Regions from separate parts of the Mus musculus genome. Here regions 2, 3 and 4 are each linked to region 1. The links are chromatin contacts, called in public promoter capture Hi-C maps. All regions are on one chromosome and are shown on one strand. The core of a region is the stretch at or near the end of the contact, and the rest is flanking DNA. Distances in the headings are between cores, read along the strand shown. Region 1 holds the start of Slc25a17 (solute carrier family 25 (mitochondrial carrier, peroxisomal membrane protein), member 17). Region 2 holds the start of Fam227a (family with sequence similarity 227, member A). Region 3 holds the start of Gtpbp1 (GTP binding protein 1). Region 4 holds the start of Dnal4 (dynein, axonemal, light chain 4).

Region 1 (5,363 bases), core at 2,094-4,593:
CAGAGCATGCGTTTAAAGCCCTTAACAAATTCATCACATAATCTTAAATTGGAACTTTGCACGGTTCTTAGTCCAAGTGTGCTCTCCTTTCATACAGTTTCCATGGTGTGAGTGCTTTACTGAAGATCTGTTTCTTTTGTACTCTGACTACACATGACCCAATTATATTCTAATGTGAAAATATTAGCATAAATAGGTGAAATTGCTCTTCTGAAAATTGTGTCCTGTGCTTTTAGACTTTGGAGTTCCACAGATAGTAAAAATATAGCCTTCACAATTTTTTAATAATCAGTATCATTTCTACACCAAAATATTGTTTTTTTCCCTCACTAAAGACAATATAAAGAAAAATAATCTAAGAAGATAAAGGGGCTTTCTGCTTAAAGATATGTAGATAATATTCCTAAGTATGCTGAAATAAAATACTGTTTCAAACTGGATCTTGACCTTCCCCCATTTGTTAGCCTGTTATTTATTTATTTTTCTTTGTGGAGTGTTTATCTGAAGTTATGTGATAGGTACAGTAGGCTGTTGATGTTAGTAATGATGTAAATGTTAGCAGGGACCCCTGAAGGTGAGCATAGCAGCTCACATGTGTAATGAGAGGATTCTGAATTTGAGGCCAGTCTGAACTGCATAGCAGGACTAAAAAAAGACTTTTTCAGTAGCTTTTTAGAAGTTCTGCCATATTGAAGTAAGTAACAACTTTATGGATCCAGAGATGCTCTGCTGCTTGTTTGCCAGCTGAAGAAGCAGGAGGAAGGTGGTCAGGGATCCATCCTGGTCATGTATGGCATTAACTTAACAGCCATCTTCATATCCCACTAGTGAGCTTTTAGCTATGAGGAGAGAACGTACGTGACACAAAGCTTTGTGGTTAAATGGACAATACTGGGTAAGAAAAGGTGTCATGGCTTGTGTTAATGGACCCAAGTTAAACACATCATAATAGGTATGGTTCCAGGCACTGCTGTAATTAGTTCCTCCAGTCATCTCTGAGTTCTAATACCACAACATGCATACCTTTATTGCTTTGCCATTTTATAGGTGAAGAAACTGAAGCACTTTGCTAGTTGCTCGATGTAACATTTGTGGAAGTAGGTTTTTTACAGACCCAGACTTGTGGCTTCACAGCCTTTTGTAAAATCTTTGATTCTTGAACACAGAAGCTTTGTGTGTGCCCCCTTTTTGGGGTGGGTGGGGAAGACTGGCTTGAAACAAATTGATTGCCCACACAGCCTCTGCTTTCTTGGGATCAAAGGCATCATCATGCCCAGCTATGACAGAAGCTTCAGGTTGCTGGTTTTTTTGTTAAGGTTTTGTTGACTTGGGTTTTGCTGTGTCACACAGGCTGGCTTAAATTCCCATCTTTCTGCTTCAGCCTTTCAACTACTAGACAGTAGTTGTATCAGCATGCCTGGCTGCTCCTGTAAGAAATTGAAAGCCAAAGTGCACATTTGAATGATTGCTGGTTAAAGAATACCAGGTGTGTGCTGCTGGAATCTCCATGACATTCTCTAGAAAGTAAAGGACAGTTCGTTGAGGTTTGTAGTTCATTAAATTTAAGTTATAGTAATTCCAACAAGTAGAGTATGTAACTAGTAAAACTGGTTGGGGCTGGGAGATGCTTCAGTGTCAAGAGCACATCTTGCCTGTAGTCAGTTCCCAAGCACCCACCCAGGTTTGGCAGACACATTTTAAAATAAGAATATAGCTCATGGATGAAGAGGAAAGCAGACACAGCAGTGTCAAGTTTGGAAAGTTTGAACAGTTCTGTGAAACGTGTGTACTGACTGGTTTTGTGTTCAACTTGACACAGCTGGAGTTATCACAGAGAAAGGAGCCTCCCTTGAGGAAATGCCCCCATGAGGTCCAGCTGTAAGGCATTTTCTCAATTAGTGATCAAGGGTGGGAGGGCCCCTTGTGGGTGGTGCCATCTCTGGGCTGGTAGTCCTGGGTTCTATAAGAAAGCAAGCTGAGCAAGCCAGTAAGAAACATCCCTCCATGACCTCTGCATCAGCTCCTGCTTCCTGACCTGCTTGAGTTCCAGTCCTGACTTCCTTTGGTGGTGAACAGCAATGTGGAAATGTAAACTGAATAAAACCCTTTTCTCCCCAACTTGCTTCTTGGTCATGATGTTTTGTGCAGGAATAGAAACCTTAAGACTATCACAGTGGAAGGGTAAAATACTGACTTTGCTTTTAGATTTACCTTTATGTGCATGAGTGCATTTATGTAAGCAGTCCTGGATTCTTTCAGAGGACAGAAAGCTGTGGCGTCTGTCCCGAGGGACATAGAGGGTTGTGTGATAGCAACTGAAGAGCAAGCGTTCTTAGCTGCTGAGCTATATCTATACAGCCCCAAATTGTCAGTTTAAACAAACTATGCTAGAGGTTTAACTACCGGGCCTCAGAGCCTTGATTCTATATCTCGCAGCGGGTGTTGGGATGGCTGAATGGAGAAACGAAGGTTGGAGATATTGACCCACCCCCTTATCTATGGCTATCAGCTTATCCTGGAGGGTTGCTTTTGTTTTGACGCTGTTTCTATAGTTCTGGCTAGCCAACTCCACTTCTCAGCATCCATGGTACTGGGATTACAGGCTACGTTTTAGGGTTTAGGTCTGTTTTGGCTTTTGTTTTGAGACGAGTCTCAGCCCAGGTTAATCTCAAATTCTCTCTGTAGCTGAGGGTGACTCTGTACTAAATTCTTTTAACAAAATTATTTAGTCGTGTGTGTGTGTGTGTGTGTGTGTGTGTATGTCTTAGTGTGCGCGGAAACCCGAGAAGGTCAGACCCCCTGGAACTATACTTGCTTGGGATACTGGGACCTAAACGAGGATCCTCTGCAAAAGCAGTACTTGTTCTTAACTGAGCCAACTCTTCAGTCCCCAGATCCTCTTTCCACTTCCTGAGTACTGTGTTTACTGGTGTTTATGGTTTGCTGGTAGTCATGCTAAGCAAGCACTAACAACTGAGCCTGCCAACATATATTTTGCAAGGAACTGGGGTGCAGGAGTCATTAAGGACTTTTATGTCCTCCCGTTTTATGGGCTTGACTAACCAATTTAGTGTGCAAGCACACTGACAGACTGAGGGGCTAGGAACCTTTGCAGGGGGTGCTCAGAACACAGATCCTTCCATAGCCACTGAGCATTGCTCCGCCCCTTGACCGATCCGGACCAATCGATGTTCAGGGGCGTTCCTGGGCATTTCACACTCGCCTCCCCGGCTGTTCTCCCCAGCGAACCAGGGCAGTCTGTGACCCGGAAGCAGTCGTTCTGGTGGAGGCGGGGGAGACTTCTGAGAGGTGGGGCTTGAGACGGTCCTTTCACGAACCCGCACACTCTGAGGCGCCTGAGTGAAAAGTGTGGCACCATGGCCTCTGTGCTGTCCTACGAAAGTCTGGTACACGCCGTGGCCGGAGCCGTGGTGAGGAGGGGTTTGGGGCTTCGAAGTAAATCTCGGGATGGGTCGGGGAGAAGGGCACGGGGGAGATGTGGGGACCGAATCTGTCACAACTGGAACGAAAAGGACGGGCATAAATGGAAAGTTGCTGCTACAAGAGGGAGGGCGAGGCCAGGAGCCACCCTCTGCCGCAGTCCCCTCTGGACTTTCCCAGAGACTGTCTGGACTATCAGTCACAAAGGTCCAGAGGGAATAGGGAAGAAGATAATTGCTATTTTCTTTGCCTTCTGAAGTTTAAAAGTTTAAGGCCAACCCTTCCCTTACCCAACTCTCACTGCACACAAACTTCGTCCAAATTGGTCCTGCGGAAAAACTAAGTGTGAAGATGGGGTGCTTGCTGTAAGTCTACTGCCAGCCTGGTGTCACACCTTATCCCAGGCAAGTGGCAATAGCTAATGGAACATTCCTAGTCAGCCTTATTGCCAGGAAAAGATAGGGTGTTTGTTTGTTTATTTTTTAAGTCAAGATCGGTGGTGTTATGTACTACCTGTATAGTTACTGTGAGTTAAGTGCTTTGTTCTTCGATTTAGAGGTATCTAAGTTCCTTCCATTTGACACTTCCCTTTTCCCTGAAACTTCACATTCTTGGCACAGGTAACATTCCTCCTCTGGTTCTTTTCCTCAGACTGTTTCCCATGTTCTTCCCTAACTCCCAGCATGTACCTTTAGCCATGTAGAGTCACCGTGGACCATTCCTATCCATTCAGACAGCTTATGTTCCGGTGAAGAGTAATCTGAGTTTTTTAATTCCAATTCTATCATATGTTTACCAGGTAATCTCAAATCTCACGTTTGTAATCTATGAAGAGGGAAGAAAATATTACACTTTTCTTCTAGACCTTGAGAAGTAGGTGAGGGAATATTACATGGTGTCTTATTCAAAAGAGTCGCGTTCCTTTAAATCAACCAGAAGTGCCTTTTGCTCGTTATGAAAGAACTGGGGTGGAAGTTTGTTGTGACATGTTTTCAGTTGGTCATAGGGACCTGTTTGACTGAAGTGGAAATGCAAATGGGGGGCCAAATGATTCATGACTTTGTGTAGGAAAGGGTCAGTGGTTGCACTTACTGATTGACATTTCAAACCCGATCCTCTCTGCTGCCCTGTGGAGAGTAGAATACGGAAGGCACATCTCTCTCAGGCAAGAGATGGCTGTGACCTATTGGTGGAAGGGGTAAGAGAGCATTTGCCTGGAATGGATTTATAAGAACCACCAGGATTTAATGATAGCTTGGGTGTAGCTTAGGGTTGCTTGTGTCTGACAAATTTTTGACTCAAGGAACATGAATGGTCTTCCTCCCAAGTGAACTGACAGTGGTTGTGAAGACTCAAGTTTGGGGGAAAAGTTAAACTTGGTTATAGTTTTGAAGTAGTTAAGGTTGAAGTCCCTGAGAATAGCATGACATTAAATGATTAACTCGCCAAGGAAGTGAACAGGGGACTAAGAAAATAACAGTGACCCAGTGGAAAAGCTGGCTGACCTTAAAAGGTGGGGGAAGGGAGCTTGTGTTACAGAGAAGGCTTGGTAACCAGTGTGGGGTGGAAGGAAACTGAAAAGTGTTCTGCCAACTGCTCAAAGGAAGTATTTCAGGGAGAAGGTGTCGTCCAAGTGTGTCATCTACTTCCAGGAGGTCAAGGAAGGTGAGGACCGAGAACCAGTCATTGATTGGGTTTGTCAAAATGATAAGCCCAGTGGTTAGTTGAGAAGACTAGTTTTGCAGGTTGGCAGGCGAAGTGGAGTGTGACACAGCATAGGAAGATGGAAAATCTGGTTGCTTTTTCTTTCTCTTAGCGAATGTCATTGGTTGAGTTCATTCTGTGGACCATGAGCTCTTCTAGGTTTAAAGAACATAGTGGAGAACAGTCATTTTCTTCACTAATTGTTGGTTCTGGTGGAG
Region 2 (5,363 bases), core at 1,195-3,694, 1.7 Mb after region 1:
CAGCGAGAAAACACCAGCACTTCCGTCTCCTAAAGTCAAACAGATCAGCGACCTCATTTCACTGTTCTCTATCCATTAGAACATCTTACACCTTGATGATTGCCAATTACCGCAGTACCTACTGGGAAGAGTTATCCATTTATACAGAACAGCAAAAGAAGGCTTGAGGTCCTAATAGTTCTGGAAGGAGCTTCCATGTGCTGGGTGCTTCTTATGTGCCAGGCAGTATAGGCTAAGGCCTTTGCATAAACCCATTTCACTCACAACTGCCCCTCGACATGCCTCTCCTAGTCACCCCATTTGGAAAGCCAAGGTCTTTGGTGGGAACGGGCATTGGAACCAAAGTTTGTGTGGCTTCACAGTGATGCTAACCTCAGGCAACTCTGTCACGAGTTGGCCTCGCCAGCATCACAGTGTGGAGCCAGGGAGGAAATTTCTACCATTCCCGTTGGCCAGTAAGAACATCACCAAGTACGGGAACTTCAGCCTGGATGGCATCCTAAAGCCATGAAGCGACACCCGGATTTCACTCCCGGATGCAGAGCGGTACTTATCACAGTCTCGATAAGTATCACGACACTCACCGGCACACTAGCTTTAGTCACAGCACAACGTCCTGCAATGCTCATAAAATCAGTAACATCACTTAGGCTCGGGGAAGAGGTCAGCTTTTTAAATAAAACAAGTAGAGAGAAGTCATAAAACCACAAGGCTTCATGGTACATTTTTTTTTCCAATTATGTGTTTATGTGCTGAATGCATGCATATGTGCAGGTAGGTGTGTGTGTGTGTATCCACTTTATTAATATTTGTGTGCAGATTCGGAGTCTGGAGGGGGGACGTCAGGTGTCCTGTTGCATTCCCTTTAGATGGGGTCTCTCACTGAACCTGGAGCTAGACTGGCGGCCAGCGAGCACAAGCAATCCTGTCTCCGCCACCAACAGTGTTAGCATTGCAGGGGTCCGAGCTTGTAGCAGGCTTTTTTTTTTTTTTTTTTTTTGGTTTTTCGAGATAGGGTTTCTCTGTGTAGCCCTGGCTGTCCTGGAACTTCACTTTGTAGACCAGGCTGGCCTCGAACTCAGAAATCCGCCTGCCTCTGCCTCCCGAGTGCTGGGATTAAAGGCGTGTGCCACCACGCGCCGGCTTGTGGTAGGCTTTTAACTGAGATGTTGGGGACTTGAATCCATGGTCTCACACTTGAGCAGCAAGTACCCACATTCACTGAGCCTTTTCTCTAGTCCCCTTCACAGATTTTTTTTTTTAAACACACACACATACACACACCGTTCAAGGTATCCTAGGGTTCTTTAGGGAAGCTCTCTCATAGAAGACTATGGGCCAAGAAAATTAAAGGTTTGCACTTGGTTCCCAACCAACCCTGTTGCTCACCCTCTGGGGAGTCCAACGTTTTATCATCCCCCAAGGGCCTCAAAGGCTTTGTTTGCTGTTGTTTTTAATGTGTCTGAGTGTTTTGCCTGGGATACCATGGTCGTGCCTTGTGTCTGCAGATTCTACAACTAGAGTTACTGGCGTTTGTGAGCTGGGAATCGAATCCCAGTTCTCTGCAACAGCAACCAGTTCTCTGAGACTCTGATCCATTTCTCCGGCCAGTGACGTCCCTTATTTATAATCACGAATGATAACAGCCTGCAGCTCGTAGGTTAAGAGTGCTTTCATGTTTACAAACTGTTGGGACATTTGATGCTCACCATGACCCTGAGAAGTAGATCAAATTGTCCCCCTTTACAGGGAAATGCACTTACTGTGCGAAGCTTTAGTTTGCATCAGGCTATAAAATACATTCTCTTCATTCTGACAAAAAATAAAGGAAGGAAGCATCTTTGGTTTTCACTGGATTCTCAAAGGGAAAGGTGTCTCGAAAAAGTTAAGAGCCAGCCAGTCTCACGGGTCACAAAACCCAAAGAGTTCTGTACGGGTTAGGAGAAGACCTTCAAAGGATGGGGTCAAAACACCATCTCCGAGTCTCCGTCGCAAGAGGTGCCCGCGGAGCATGCCACGGTCCAGCCTGCCCGCTTCTCCAGGGGTACCCGGGCATCCCACCCACCACTACTGGCACGGATATCCGCCCGCCGCTCCCAGAGGTACCTGTCTGCGAAGCCGGAATCCCGAGCTAGCCTGCAGCTTTCTGCAAGGATCTGCCCAGGCCGCGTCAACCGCCGCGACCGCGATTGGCCGGCGCCGGGCAACCATCGTGCGCATGCGCAGCCTCTCTGGCTTCTACCACTGAGAATGCAGAGGGAGCCAGCTCCGAGACGAGCCTCCGCGAAGCAGCGGAGCCCCTGCGGACTCTCTAAGGTTCACGAATAGAAGAAAGCCTTGGGCACGACTTCTGGAGATACACACATGCCTTGGGCACGACTTCTGGAGATACACACATGCCTTGTGGCATAGGCTGGGAGAGGCATGACCCCCTAAATACGTTGGTCTGGTCCCCGGGTCAGCGCCGCCGTCGTCATAGTAATCGTTTTCCTTGGCAACAAAGCAGGCCGAAAGCTGCTTTGTTGTGTTAAAAATGTTAAGTGGTGACCCAGGCTGGACTCACAGTAGCAAAATGGACCGACCTGCAGCTCCCCCGCCCCGGCCACAAAGCAAACCGCGCCCCTTGGGCCGCGGATGCTGGCGGACATCCGGAGCTTGGTCCGGTCACTGGAGGGGCTGGTGGCGGAACCCGCCCTGACGCTTCTGCCGAAGCTTTCAGGTAAGACAGACGGACAGATATGACGACTCCCTGCCAGTAGCAAACTGGCTCCTGCCAGTCTTGCCTCCTCCACACTCCCACAAGCAAGGGAAACTGAGGTCCAGGGAAGGTTGCCCAGTGTACAAGGGGTAGAGAACTGGAGAGTCAGCTCCAGGATTCCTCAAGTCCTAAGGACATTGTAGCTCGGTTTGGTAAATGAAGAAATGGCCATCCAGGAGGCGTTTCTTGGCTGCCTAGTGGGTGTACGAGGTCATCCCACCATAAAGGACAGGACCCAGCTCCAAGCAGTCTTCCTCCACCTTTGCCACACAGCGTTCGAAGAGAGAATTCCACATCAAAATCAACCATATCTAGTGTAGCAACCGCTACAGAAACATAAAGCAGAACACATTTGAAAGTTGCGATCATTCTAGAAGTTTTTTTGTTTGTTTGTTTGTTTGTATGTTTGTTTGTTTGCTTGTTTGTTTTTTTCGAGACAGGGTTTCTCTGTGTAGCCCTGGCTGTCCTGGAACTCAGTCTGTTGACCAGGCTGGCCTCAAACTCAGAAATCCGCCTGCCTCCCAAGTGCTGGGATTAAAGGCGTCCGCCACCACCGCCAGGCTCTAGAAGCTTTTTGATATTAAACCTTGTGCGCCCTCTACCGGTGCTATCCCCGAAGCACCTTTCGTATTTTGAGATAAAGTCTCCCTGGGTACTCCTTATCTCATCCTCCTGCCTCAGCCTCTCAGTGCTGGAATTACAGACACACACCCAGCCTGCCTTCAACCCCTACCCTTTTGCTTTGTTTGTTTTTTTTTTTTTAAGATTTATTTATTTATTTATTATATGTAAGTACACTGTAGCTGTCCTCAGACACTCCAGAAGAGGGAGTCAGATCTCGTTACGGATGGTTGTGAGCCACCATGTGGTTGCTGGGATTTGAACTTCGGACCTTCGGAAGAGCAGTCGGGTGCTCTTACCCACTGAGCCATCTCACCAGCCCCGCTTTGTTTGTTTGATATTTGAGACTGGGGCTCAATATGTAGTTCTGGCTGCTCTCCCAACTTACAAAAGTCCTCCCGCCTCTTTCTCCAGAGCGCTGGGATTAAAGGCTAGTGCTCCATACCCGGCCCTAGGCTTTTTAACAAGTCAATTCAAAACAGATTAAATTAACTTGACTATTGTTGCACTTAACTCGGTTTGTCCAAAATACGAATAAACAAATATTTTAAATTTTTACCATGTATTGGTTATTAATTTCTTTAGTCACGCTAACCAAATTTCAGAACTTTTGTTTTGGTGTGTGGCTAGTGGCCGTGGGGCTGGGCAGCATCCAGGAGTGTTTTCCTTCCAGCCTCGTTGCCCTCTGTCTGGGAGCTGTTTCTTCTCCCCATCAGCCAGTTAACTCCTGCTCTTCCTTCAGCACCTTGACCTCCGTAACTAGGTCAGAACAAACTGTTGCAGCACTTCAGAGGCAGAGGCAGGAGGAGCTCTGTGAGTTGGAGGCCAGCTCGGACTACATAGCAAGTGCCAGGCCAGCCAGGGCTACGTCATGGTGAGACACTGTCTCAAAAACAAAAACAACAACAACAAATACCCAAAACCACACTGTCACCTCATAACCCTATGTACTTTCTTTGGAAGCAGTCATGAGTTATATAATTCATCATTACATACAGAATTTTGATGAATTATACTTTATAATTATGTACTTATTTTAATTTTACAAGTCTACCTCAATAGCCCCACTAGGGCTATGGATCCAGTCTGGCTCAGTTTACCATCCTGTGCCCAGTTGGAGCACACTTTTTAGTCTGTGGGAAGTCCTCAGTAAATAGTCACCGAGTGGCTCGACGTTGATGGTGACGGAGGACCAGTACCGCAGTCTGCATTTCACATGCTATCAAATGCTAACTCTGAGCAGGGGATCGGCAGTCCCAGCTGCCACAATGCCCCAAGGGGAAGGGCTCCTCAGCTCCCACGCATCCACCCCCAGCACTTGGCACAGTGCTTGCCATAGCGCGGCTTTCAATGAAGCTTGCTTTCCCTCCTCTGCAGACAACGGCAGTAGAAAGCTTACCGGGCCCCAGAGCACACGTATCCTTAAATGGTAGGAGGGAGAATTCAGCCCGGAGCGATGTGTGTATTTTAAACATTCCTCTTTAGAAACTACTCAGTTGTCCCATTAGGTGTGAGTAATAGCATTCGGCTAAAGCTGGAAGCTTCCTGACAGCATCATCAGAGTCTAGAACATAGTGTAATTTTCCAGCCATTCTGGGGAATGGGTAGGAGGACAAGGAGAAGCCCTGAGATGCACCTGCCTCTTCTCATCTCCTGCTGCTTGGCCTGTGAGGGTAAGAGCAGGAGGCAAGAAACGGTACTGGCCTGGGGTCTGAGTCAGCCTTTCCTTCCACCCAACCAACTTGGAGCAGTACAGGGGTCGGAGATGGAGGGATATCTGCAACCACAGGGCCGCAGAGTAGTGATCAGAGGGAGATATGAAGGCAGTTTGGTTCAACAGGACTCAGTAGCTGGTGTCCATTCAAACTTAGAATCTGACCCTGAATAGTTTATTTTAGGCATCTTTGTACACAGCACAATTTGTTTAAAAAAAAAATCCTGGTGATAAATAGCTCAATCCCATGTGCATAGCAAGGCTTAAGGT
Region 3 (5,363 bases), core at 1,477-3,976, 1.7 Mb after region 1:
CAGCTGGGCAAATCCTATCGATAACAAAGTATCAACCACTTACTTGGGAGGCCCGTTACCATGAGGCAAGTGGATTTCCTTCTCTAGCCACGACTATGTGACCTCGAACAAAGAACTTAACCTCCCTGAATCTCAATCTTCTCATCTAGAGAGTAAAATATAAAGCATCTGGGCTAGCTCAAGTCTGTAATACCAGCGCTGGAATACCTGAGGCAAGAAAACTGCTATGAGTCTGAAGCTAGCCTGGGCTATAGAATTAGAGCCCATCTTCAAAACAAAAGCATCCAGGCCAGGCTCAACTAACATGCATTCCAGTTATCTTCAACAAGTCATTTCTTCAAGAACTTTGCATGAGTCTCATACCATTCATCAGTAACTGTGTTTCTTGCTGGAAGCTCTCAGAGCCTTAGCTCCTCTCATTTAGCTATATATAGTGAGGGTATACATACCTAATGTCTACTCTTTTCAAGACTTAAATCTATTCAGTTCACCCTTCTCTCCTCCACACTGTCAGTTTTTGTTTTCAACACATACACACACACTCAATTTCAAAGGATTTCTCCAGCTCCTTGATGAAGTAACAGTTCCTTACTCCAGGCAATTAACTAAAATGGTCAAAGAGGTCCCACCCTCTTCACAGCTCTGTCCCAATTTCCCACTGAGCTTTCAGGTTTCTTCAGCTCCCTGACCATGCACTGACATCTAGTCAGTACATTTCCAACAGGCCATTTGACTCATCAGAGTTTAGAATTGTAACCCAGATGCTGCCAGTGTTACATTGTCTCTAGCATTTTGCTTGGATGGAGGTCTCCCTGAGCTTGGCCACCCTTATGATGGTATTAGAGGCACTAGACAGGACCATCATGACAAAAGATGCTAGTTGGCTTCCAAGGGCCCAGCAGAGATTAGAAGGAGAAAGAACAGTTGGGAATTGCTTACTTAGGTTGGGGGCAAAGGTTCTTTCCAGTTTAGAGCCAAGTTTTATGTAGCATTGCCATCATGAGATGTCACATTTTCAAAGCACCATAAAATCTCCCATCCAAGTAGTAATCAGACCCGAGCCTGCTTAGCTTCCGAGATCAGACGAGATCAGGCTCGTTCAGCATAGTATGACCACAGACATCAAAGCTCCATAAAATCTCTATTGTAATTATCCTACAAAGCGCAGGGGGTGGGGCTGCTCTATCTTCCACCAGCTGCTTTTTAATCCTCACAGGGAATCATCATCTATCTAGTGCAAACATTTAGTGAGTCTCTGATATGCATCTGGGACTATAATGGGTCTTAACATTCTCTTCTAATTTTTTTATTTTTTTTAATTTGCGAGACAGGGCTTCTCTGTGTAGCCCTGGCTGTCCTGGAACTCACTCTGTAGACCAGGCTGGCCTCGAACTCAGAAATCCACCTGCCTCTGCCTCCCAAGTGCTGGGATTAAAGGCACGCACCACCACTGCCCAGCTCTCTTCTAATTTTTGCAACACATCTGCATTTTCTTGATGAGATGCTGGAGAAGTGAGAGGTTAAGAAAGTTTCCTAAGGTCACAGACCCTTTTAATGGCAACAGTTGGAAGGGAAGCCCAGTCCCTCCCTTGGCATCAGTTTCTTTAGTGATGTTTGACACTTTCTAAACACCAGTAACATCTTATAGTTACTTTCTTATTTTCCACAATGCCAAGTAAGTGGTGAGATCTTCATTTCTGCCTACCTTCTCAACACCGCAGAAGATGCTACTTAAAGATGCCCTTCCATATTGCATGAATACAAGAGGTGGCTCCACTCGTAAGTGGCAAGGCTGAGGGTCATGCCTATTTTTTTTTTTAATTATAACAAGGCAGGGTGTGGGAAGGCGACGAGTGCCACGGTGTACGAATCAGTTCTCTCCTTCACTAGGTGAGTCCTGGGGATCGAACTGAGGTTGTCAAACTTAGGAGGCAAGCCCCTTTACCTGCTGAGCCATCTTGTCGGTCCCATCTTTTTATTTTATTTGGGTGGACACGGAAAGAGGACGCTCCTCGGACATCATTCTCGCCGACTGAGCAACTACTTTCTGTTTACTTTCCAGAGACCAGGAAGAGAAACGGCTGCCACCCCTTAGACTGGCTACCTGTCTTCGTGAGTATCCCGCCCCCTGCCCAAGCCACCTTGACACTTGGTCCTCCGGGATGCTCCTAGAAGAGGAAGACCCTGCGTCTCAGGGACCCCCCTCCTGGGGAGGGCGGGCTGATCCACACGGGGACAGGGACACAGGGCGCGCGGCCCGAGTCGGGAACCCCGTTCCACGTGGCGGAGCCAAGTGGCAGCGATCGAGGCGGGAGCGGGAAGCGCGGGAGGCCGGGTGGACGCTGCCCGGTGCGGAGAGTGGGCCCGGGCCCGGCAGGTTCGGGAGAGCGGCAGGTGGGCGGGCTGCATCCCTTCAGCGCTCCCGTGAGCCGTGCCACTGGACAGCCGGCTGCCCGCCGTCGCCTCGGAGACCGTCCGGCCCCTCCGCGTACCCCTGGCCCCGCCGCCGCCTCCCGGGCCTACCTTGCTGGTGAGGTCCAGCTCCGGCTCGCCGTTGAGCGCCTCGCCGTCCTCGCTGCAGTCAGAATCGAAGCCGCCATGGAGTCGGGCCGCGGCCGCGGCGGCCCGAGCCGCCCCCGGAGAGCTAGGCTCGGGGGCGAACATCGAGGCCGGCACCGGCGAGTCGACCGGGGAGCGACTCCGCTCCGCCGCCATCTTTAAGAACTTAAGCTAATTCGCAGCCGGCCGCCCGCCCTCCCTCCCTGGCTCATTTAACTAATTTATGCTCGGCCCCGCCCCTTCTTGTTAGAATAATTTATGCGCGGCTTCCCCGCCTCCCGAGACTGTCACGTATCTCTAGCGGAGACACAGAAGACCCAGTCTCTCATTTACCAATCGTCGCAGCTCTCTCAAATACTTTAATGAATAATTAATGAGACCAAAACCCTAACAACAAACGTCGTAGTGGTCGGGAGCCTTGGTCCCACCTCTAGTGGGGCCAACACAGCGTGCACGCTACCTGCCTGGATCCTTCCCGCCAACGGGAGCGAAGCAGAGGTTTGACTGACTTGACAACAATCCAATGAAAAGAGGCATCCATTCTTTACTCCCCACCTCACTTTCCAGAGGCGGGGCCAGCCTCCAAATCATACTGCAAAACAGTCCCGCCTGGAGCCTCTCAAAATGATGGACAAGGGCGGGACCCAATCTTGTCCTCCCTAAGTCCCGCGCGTCTGGCCGCCGCATACCCAGATAGTAAACTGTGAAATGAGCCTGGCACTCCGAATGATTGAAGGCAGTTGCTGCAACACTGTGTCCGGCGTGCTGGCATGCGCAAGGCAATTTTTATAGTAGAATCGATGCTATGTATTCCAGGAGTGGTAATATTACAGCCGCCAGACCAAGACAATTAATTAAATGCTGACCTCAGGGAGTTCCATTCATGACTCCTCGGAGAGCAACTGAGTGAACAGAAAGATGTTGACAGCCCAAACTCTAGCGTAAATCCCCTCACGTTTTTGGTGAACAGCTGAGCCACAGGTCTAGGATCTGTCAAGGTAGTTTCTTGTGGCTTATTTTTCAGTTGCCACTTGTGGAAAGTCCCAGTCCAAAAAAAAAAAAAAAAACCCGCCGTTCGTGTACCTGAAATTCCCGTTTCAAATGTCTGAAAAATTTAGACTATTAGGTGAGTTCTGTTTTTTACCAAGATCTAATTATGCTGGCTGGACCTGGCCACTCCTCCTGGTAATAGATTAAAAAAAAGAGCAGCCGCCTGAGGAAGTACGAGAAATTTAGGGATTGGACCACAGGATGTATATAGTAAGTAAGGAAAAGGGTACAATATAGCCGTCACCTAATTCGGGGAGAGTCTTGTCCTCATTTTTAACGTACTACCAAGTCTGTGAGCAGATGCTGCTGGAAACCTGACCTTAATGGTTTTTTACTGAGATTTGTTTTTATTTTGTATGAATGGTGTGTGTGTGTGTGTGTGTGTGTGTGTGTGTGTGTGTATGTCTGTGTGCCACCTTTGTGCAGGGCCTGTAGAGTCTAAATGGGGCACCGGAACCCTTTTGGACTAGAGTCGCAGACGATTGTTAGCCTCCATTAGGGTACTGGGAATCCAACCCAGGTCTTCTGAAACTCTGAGCTATATCTCCAGACCCAGAGATTCGGACTCCTAAAGTGAGAGGCAGTCTTGTGGACCGTAACCCTATATCTGTGGATTCTGACAGTATCCCCAAGTATTAAGAATTCAACTGGAGGTTGCTCACTGCTTGGCTGGGGGTGATCAGAGGTGACAGTTGTATTAATTCTATTGCTTCGATTGCTATTTAGCATTGTATGGCCAGAAAAAGTTCAGTTTCAGAATACATTGCTATCTGGCTGGGGGGAAAGACTGTCCTTCTCACTATAGGACTTTGCCTAGAAAGGATATATATTCTGAATACTTGCTTTTCGAATTGAATGTTTTGGAGAATAAATATAAAAAGTAACAGTTGAGAGGTAATTCCTAATCATCTTTACATTCTCTTTCTGAAAACAATTTGGTCCAAGCTCAAACCCTTAATTCACTATAGACATAATGATTTCAAACAACTTGATCGACTTCTTTGGGCTGTATTTTTCTCCCTGAAAAAGAAAAAAAAAGTCTAATTTGCTTAACAATAATTAATTACTCATCAGTTAATTAATAGATGTTTACAATAATTCTGGTTGAACAGCAAGTCCCTAGGAGATAAATCCTATGTAAATACACTGTAACAGTTTGGTAGTTTACACATTACACACACACACACACAAAAAGATAATTCAAAAGTAGTCTAGGTAGAGGATGCCCTATCATGTGGTAATCTCTCAGATGTGTTGCACAATACTGTTGATTGGGGTGATCATGAGGATTAGAGAAACCATTACTTTGAAAGTGCAAATCTGTTGTTTTCCCTAACAAAAATCCGATAGGAAGGCAAGTTAGAAACAGTGACTTAATTTAAACCCATGGGAAACTGTAAATAGTCTGCCTTTGGACACAATGTACTCAGCTAAACTCAAAATACGGAGCTCTAGTTGGTAGAGTGCTTGTCTTGCATTTACCAAGGTTCGATCCCTTGCCCTGAACAAATTGGACATTCTTGGTTACGTAATGAGTTTGAGACCAGCTGAACTAGAGAACACACACGCGCACACACACACACGTCTAAAAAGAAGGATCAGAAGGGAAAAGAAAACACAGAAAGGAAGGCTTGTGACAGCCATCAAGAGAAGGTTGCTGATCAAAAGGGCAGTGGTTTGTGTGAAGTGAACTGGAATACGACACCAAGGATCTGAAATAGAACTCAGGTTTCCATTTGAAATATGACTCCCGG
Region 4 (5,363 bases), core at 1,555-4,054, 1.6 Mb after region 1:
CAGATGGGAAATCTGGGGAGAACAGGCTGGAAACACACTACTTGGAAAAGCTTGTGGGCCACTCTGGTAGAGACAGCCAGGATGCTATGGGACATCTGAGCCTCCGTGCACAACAAGAGACCTAACCTGGGGAATAAAAGATCAAAGCAATCAGGACCTAGCTCAGTCATCCTCAATCTTCCCAATGCTTCAATACAGTGCCTCCTGCTGTTGAGATACCCCAAGTATAGCATTATTTTCATTGCTACATCATAACTGCAATCTTGCTATTGTTACAAATTGTAATGTGTTTTCCCATAGACGTAGGTGATCCCTGTAAGGGGTCGTGACCCACTGGTTGAGAACTGCTAATCTAAAAGGACAAGGATTAAGGGAGCTGCGGGCCTTAGAGCCCCAAAGGGACAGTGGTAAAGCAGCATTCCTCAGCAAGGCACAAATCAAGAGCGCCACTCCCTGGAAGAAGGGGACATTTCCAGAGTACCCACTTCCCACCTACAGTTCCAGTAAGTACCCCACTGGATGGGAATGCAAGCAAACAGAGAGGAGGTATTCCTGTTTTTGTCCATCTGACAAAGTATCTGGTAGAAGCAATTTAAGCAAAGACAATGTAGCCAGGCATTGTGGCAAATGCGTTTAAGCCCAGCATTTAGGAGGCAGAGGCAGGCAGATCTTTGAGCTGGAGACCAGCCTGGTCTAAGTTTCAGAACAGCCTGGGATACACAGGAAAGCCCTGTCTCAAAAAAAGAAAAAAAGTTTCTTTCGGTTTAAAATCCAGAGGTAGTGTCATTATAATAGAGAGGGGAATCATGTCAACCAGGATGTGGCTCCTGTGTCTTGGTGGCTCCAGTAGCCGAGAGGAAGGCAGGAAGCAGGGCAGGACAGGGCAGGGCTGTAACCTTCAAGGCATGTTCCTTAGCTGCCTACCAGCTAGGTCTGATGTCCCAAAGGTTCCACCACCTGCAACAGTGTTATCAGCTGGAAAGCAAATGTGCAAACCATAAGCCCTTGGCTGACATTTCCTATGGAAACAATAACCACTTGTCAGAAAAACACAGTAATATTAAGGACCAAAGCAAGAGCCCAAGATGGGAGCCAAAAATGAATTAGAGGTCTGGGGGACACAAGAGAGCCAGGTTACCCTGTTACCCAGTAGCTCCCACAAGGTAGCCTGCAGAAAAACACCCTATGATCCTCCATTCCGTTGCAGGAGATCCTGGAATCTGCACTGCAGAAAGATCTATAGGTACTACCTCTGTGATAGAGAACTGTGTGAAGGTTTCTGCGGTTGGTGCTGCCAGCAGGGAAGGAAGATGGTCTAACAATTGCTGTTGCTCCTCAGAAGGTCACTGGTAACCACAAGAGAGGGAATTTCAGAAACATCGTGGGAGTGGAAGCCAGATTGTGGTGGGCGGGAGAATGAATGGGAGGCGAGAAAGAGAGGATGGCAAACAAGGACCCCTTTGGGGGAGTCGTTTGTGTAAGTGACAGAAGTGAGAGCGTCATCCCCCTCAAAGGCTGCCCTTCATCTCCTGGAGAAAGTTGGAAAAGAGGATTAAGGAAATTTGAAGGCTGAGTAAGATTCGCCACAGACAGTCAGAACTTTCCAGGGAGGCTAGCTAGGAACTGTCGTGTGCTGAGCTGAATTCCTGCTGCCAAGTCTCAAACCAAGCCCAATGTGTGTGTTCTGGGTCTGTACACTCAAGCTAGGTTAATCCACTGTCCCAGATCAGACCTTGTTACCACTCTCCCCAAAGCTCTCCAGCAACCAATGACTCTATCTCACCTCACACCAGGGGCCACTTGTGTTTCAAACCTCTCTTTCTTCTGCCCTGCTTCTTTCTTTGTCTTCCCCTCTACTTGACCTACTATGTTGACCCTGCACTCCTACTACGTTGACCCTGCACCCAGGCCTCTTGGAGCTACCGCTGTCCCGCTCCCATTAGCATTCTGGTCATCTTGGGCTCTTCCCGCCTCGTTGTCCCACTTAAAAAGAGCCAGTACCCTGCCAGTCTCTGCTATAGAAGCACGCGGAAACGATTCCATTTCTTCTCATGGCTCTATACCTTCTGAACTGTGCCTTCCGCAGAATCACCAGCTAGTGGGGCTTCATTAATGATTGCATGATACGCATAGAATAAATGTTTAGATTATGGGGCATTCCACTGATCCATTCTTCTTCTTCACCTTCCCCTCAGCAAGAGGCTCTAACACTCTTTGGTCATTTCTTTCCAAGAATCAGAAGCAGGTTCCAGACAACTGCATCTGATGGTACAGGTGTCTCCCAGCCCCTGGGACAAAGCAACCCTGGAGGGTTTGCACAAGGGAAAGATCTGGATTCCTTCTCTGAGGTTATGCCTTGATTCTTTCCTTCAGTCTCTCTAGTTCTACACATTGGCCCAGACGGGATCACGGATGCTGTTAACAGTAAGCACTGTGTTGCGAATCAATGAGACAGTCACTCACTGTAAAGGACTAAAACACTACCTAAGTTCTGGTGGTTATCAGGCTCCTGCGGTCGTCGTAAAATAGCAGATCAGCGTCACGACACCAACAAACTGCATTTGTCATTTTCGATGTCGAAAACTCCCAGGGCAATACAGCTTTAAGAAGTTTGTTCCTCTACAAAGACTACTTCTGCCTGTCCGCAGCTGCTCCGGCAGGCTTAAGACGACTATGAGCGAAGCCCCACCTCCTCGGTCTTTAAGCCACGCCCCTCGCGTAAGCTCCGGCCTCCTAGGCCCCTTCGGAATTAATTGGCACTTCTCTACACCAATAATAAGTGATATTGCTGTCAACGTCCGGTGACGGGACGGGACTTCCGTGATGGTTGCTAAGACACTCTGGCTCGCTCCTTGACAACCCTGGCGGGGGTGCGCTGGCTGTGGCCTCGGCTCCGGCCCCCGCGGGAGCAGGTGAGGGCGCGGAGTGCGGAGGGCAGCGCGGCGGGGAGGGCTGGCCCTGAGGGAGGGCGGGAGGATGCGCGGGGCGGACAAGGCCTGGCCCAACGCTAGGCCCCACCTAGGTCCCCAGCCCGCGGTTCCCGGCCCAGGACCTCCCCTTGTCCCACGTAGGAGACCACGGAGCTTGGCAGTGACATTGCGCACCAGCACCACTTTGCAGGCCGCTCCTCCTCACTCATCTTGGGTCCTGTTTAGCTCCATGCCCTCGCATCCTCCCTGTTTTGACTCCCACTGCACTTTGTCCCCGCACCACCTCGCTGCTGACTGGTGGTCTAAATCGCCTCGTCCCAGATCACTTGGTTTGGAGATTTGGCGATACTCTGGGATTCTAGGCTGACTATTGCCCGACGGGGGGCACTCAGTCTTCCCATCTATAAAGTCGAAATTGGGTTGAATGGTCGCAAAGGCCTTTTGGACTCTGACGTCCTAGCATGATGTTGTGGGACTTAACTGTCAACGCCCCTTAGGATGTGTGTTCTCCTAACCTTTTATGTAATGCAAAGAATTTGGCAAACTTAAGTTGGATTCCCATTGGTAAGAACTACCTAAGATCTCTCTGGGCACCAGTCAGTGCATCTATAAAGCCAATAGTCTGAAGTTCATCTCCTTTGGCAAATGAAGTACAAAGGGTCCAGTCCAGTGTAGACGGTACTTGCTCACTTGTCTTTTTTCTGTGTGTATGTGCGTTCCTGTGTGTGCAGTTACATGTGGAGGCTGGAAGTCAACATTCGGTGTCTTTCACAATCACTCTCCACCTTATTGTCTGAGACAGGGTCTCCCTCTTTGATGCCAGGAGCTCACCACTGGGCTTCATGGCTAATGAGCTTCCAAGGATCCATCCTCTCAGCTGCCTCTCCAATGCTGGGCTCACAGGCATGGCCGCCTCACCCAGCCCTTTACACGGGTGCTGGGATAGAAAACTCTGGTCTTCATACTTTTGTAGCAAGCACTTTATAAACTGACCTCCACCCCCTAATTTCTTCTTTTTGTCTGTTATGACCTCACACTTTCCCTCCTGGGAAGAGCCCAGTGCTTTCCTGCGCAGTATCCCACTCAGTAGCCACTGTCTGCAGATGAACCTCAGGCCTGCTGTCTGGCTCTGCTCTTCCCCTGTGGCTAGGAATTCTTGGGGTACAGGAGTGAGGAAACTGAAAGAGGTTGGTACAGTGATACGAGGATTCATAGCTTCCCTTTTCCAACCATCCATGACTCTGCCATCTTTTCCTCCTGACTAAATGTCTCCATTTGCATTTTGCCAGCTGCTAGCATCAAGCTGGCCTGCCTATCTGTTCTACCTGGTTTCTTCCATGCTCTGGTAGGCTCATCCCTCTGAGAAAGTTATCAAGTTACCTTGATTCTCTCTCCGTGGGGTATCACACCCTCCCCATTCCTGAGACCATTCTGGCCTCTTAGGCCTGTTTTCTGGGCTGATCGCTGTAGCTTCCTGGCTGCCATCCCTGTCAATCCAACTCCCCAACCTCTGTGCTGCCAGCCACCCTGAAAGCTCCAAGAAGCCAGGCAAGGTCGTGATGCTTGCAACCCAAGGGCTTGGCTGTGTCAGCAGTATCACAAGTTCAAGGTCATCAGGAGCTCAGTGGTTCAGTGAGTTCAAAGCCACCCTGTGTTATGTGAGAGCAAAAACAGAATCCAAGGTTGTTTTTTTTTTAAATTTTTTTATTAAGTATTTTCTTCATTTACATTTCCAATGCTATCCCAAAAGTCCCCCATACCCTCCCCCGCCACTCCCCTACCCACCCACTCCCACTTCTTGGTCCTGGCGTTCCCCAGTACTGAAGCAAATAAAGTTTGCAAGACCAATGGGCCTCTCTTTCCAATGATGGCCGACTAGGCCATCTTCTGATACATATGCAGCTAGAGACACGAGCTCTGGGGGTACTGGTTAGTTCATATTGTTGTTCCACCTATAGGATTGCAGACCCCTTTAGCTCCTTGGGTACTTTCTCTAGCTCCTCCATTGGGGATCCCATGATCCATCCAATAGCTGACTGTGAGCATCCAGTAGAATCCAAGTTTTTATGCCTGGGTTTTAGGGCTCTCTACACTTCCACAACCCACCCCCAGCTTTTTTTCCCCCCTCCTTTCTCAATTGTGTTCTTTCTCCCAGTCCTGGGAAGCCTTGAACTTTCTCTTGGGTCCACTGCATTGCTTCTCAGTCCGGAGTCTCCTCCTATGCCCATATGACAGGGCCTTTCTGCCACAAACCACAACTCCTGGGTCAGTTTTCATCTACGTTGCCTCTTGCTTAGTTATAGTGGAGTTGTCAAAAGCGTGGTCTTGAAATCGTGTACACTTGGTGTGGGGCTGTGGCCCTCCGTGTCTCAGCTGGATGGAAAGTCACTTTGCTAGGCTCAGGCCGTGTGCTCCTCAGTGGTAACTGACACA

The links. Promoter capture Hi-C pulls out the DNA fragments that hold promoters and counts their contacts. Capture Hi-C pulls out chosen DNA fragments and counts their contacts.
Region 2: a contact with region 1 is called in a promoter capture Hi-C map of liver, with 2.5 times the contacts expected there. The contact joins the promoter of Fam227a here to the promoter of Slc25a17 in region 1. A contact is called at or near these places in 4 of 39 promoter capture datasets (the 3T3-L1 cell line, hippocampal neurons and liver) and 1 of 115 datasets of contacts at active chromatin or transcription factors (astrocytes).
Region 3: a contact with region 1 is called in a promoter capture Hi-C map of liver, with 4 times the contacts expected there. The contact joins the promoter of Gtpbp1 here to the promoter of Slc25a17 in region 1. A contact is called at or near these places in 3 of 39 promoter capture datasets (liver and pre-B cells), 1 of 115 datasets of contacts at active chromatin or transcription factors (embryonic forebrain) and 1 of 9 other capture datasets (liver).
Region 4: a contact with region 1 is called in a promoter capture Hi-C map of adipose tissue, with 3 times the contacts expected there. The contact joins the promoter of Dnal4 here to the promoter of Slc25a17 in region 1. A contact is called at or near these places in 1 of 39 promoter capture datasets (pre-B cells) and 2 of 9 other capture datasets (adipose tissue and liver).

What each region holds. Positions count from the first base shown.
Region 1 is chr15:81,358,745-81,364,107 of GRCm38.p6, reverse strand. Slc25a17 (solute carrier family 25 (mitochondrial carrier, peroxisomal membrane protein), member 17) reads left to right here and starts at 3,343. Exons shown (of 9, transcript NM_011399.3): 1 at 3,343-3,431. The coding sequence starts at 3,378.
Region 2 is chr15:79,656,037-79,661,399 of GRCm38.p6, reverse strand. Fam227a (family with sequence similarity 227, member A) reads left to right here and starts at 2,444. Exons shown (of 18, transcript NM_029407.1): 1 at 2,444-2,719. It overlaps Cby1 (chibby family member 1, beta catenin antagonist), which reads right to left and starts at 2,173. Exons shown (of 5, transcript NM_028634.3): 1 at 2,107-2,173; 2 at 1-29.
Region 3 is chr15:79,688,259-79,693,621 of GRCm38.p6, reverse strand. Gtpbp1 (GTP binding protein 1) reads right to left here and starts at 2,726. Exons shown (of 12, transcript NM_013818.2): 1 at 2,524-2,726. The coding sequence starts at 2,715.
Region 4 is chr15:79,771,908-79,777,270 of GRCm38.p6, reverse strand. Dnal4 (dynein, axonemal, light chain 4) reads left to right here and starts at 2,804. Exons shown (of 4, transcript NM_017470.2): 1 at 2,804-2,912. It overlaps Gm30977 (a long non-coding RNA gene), which reads right to left and starts at 2,743. Exons shown (of 4, transcript XR_875488.3): 1 at 2,485-2,743.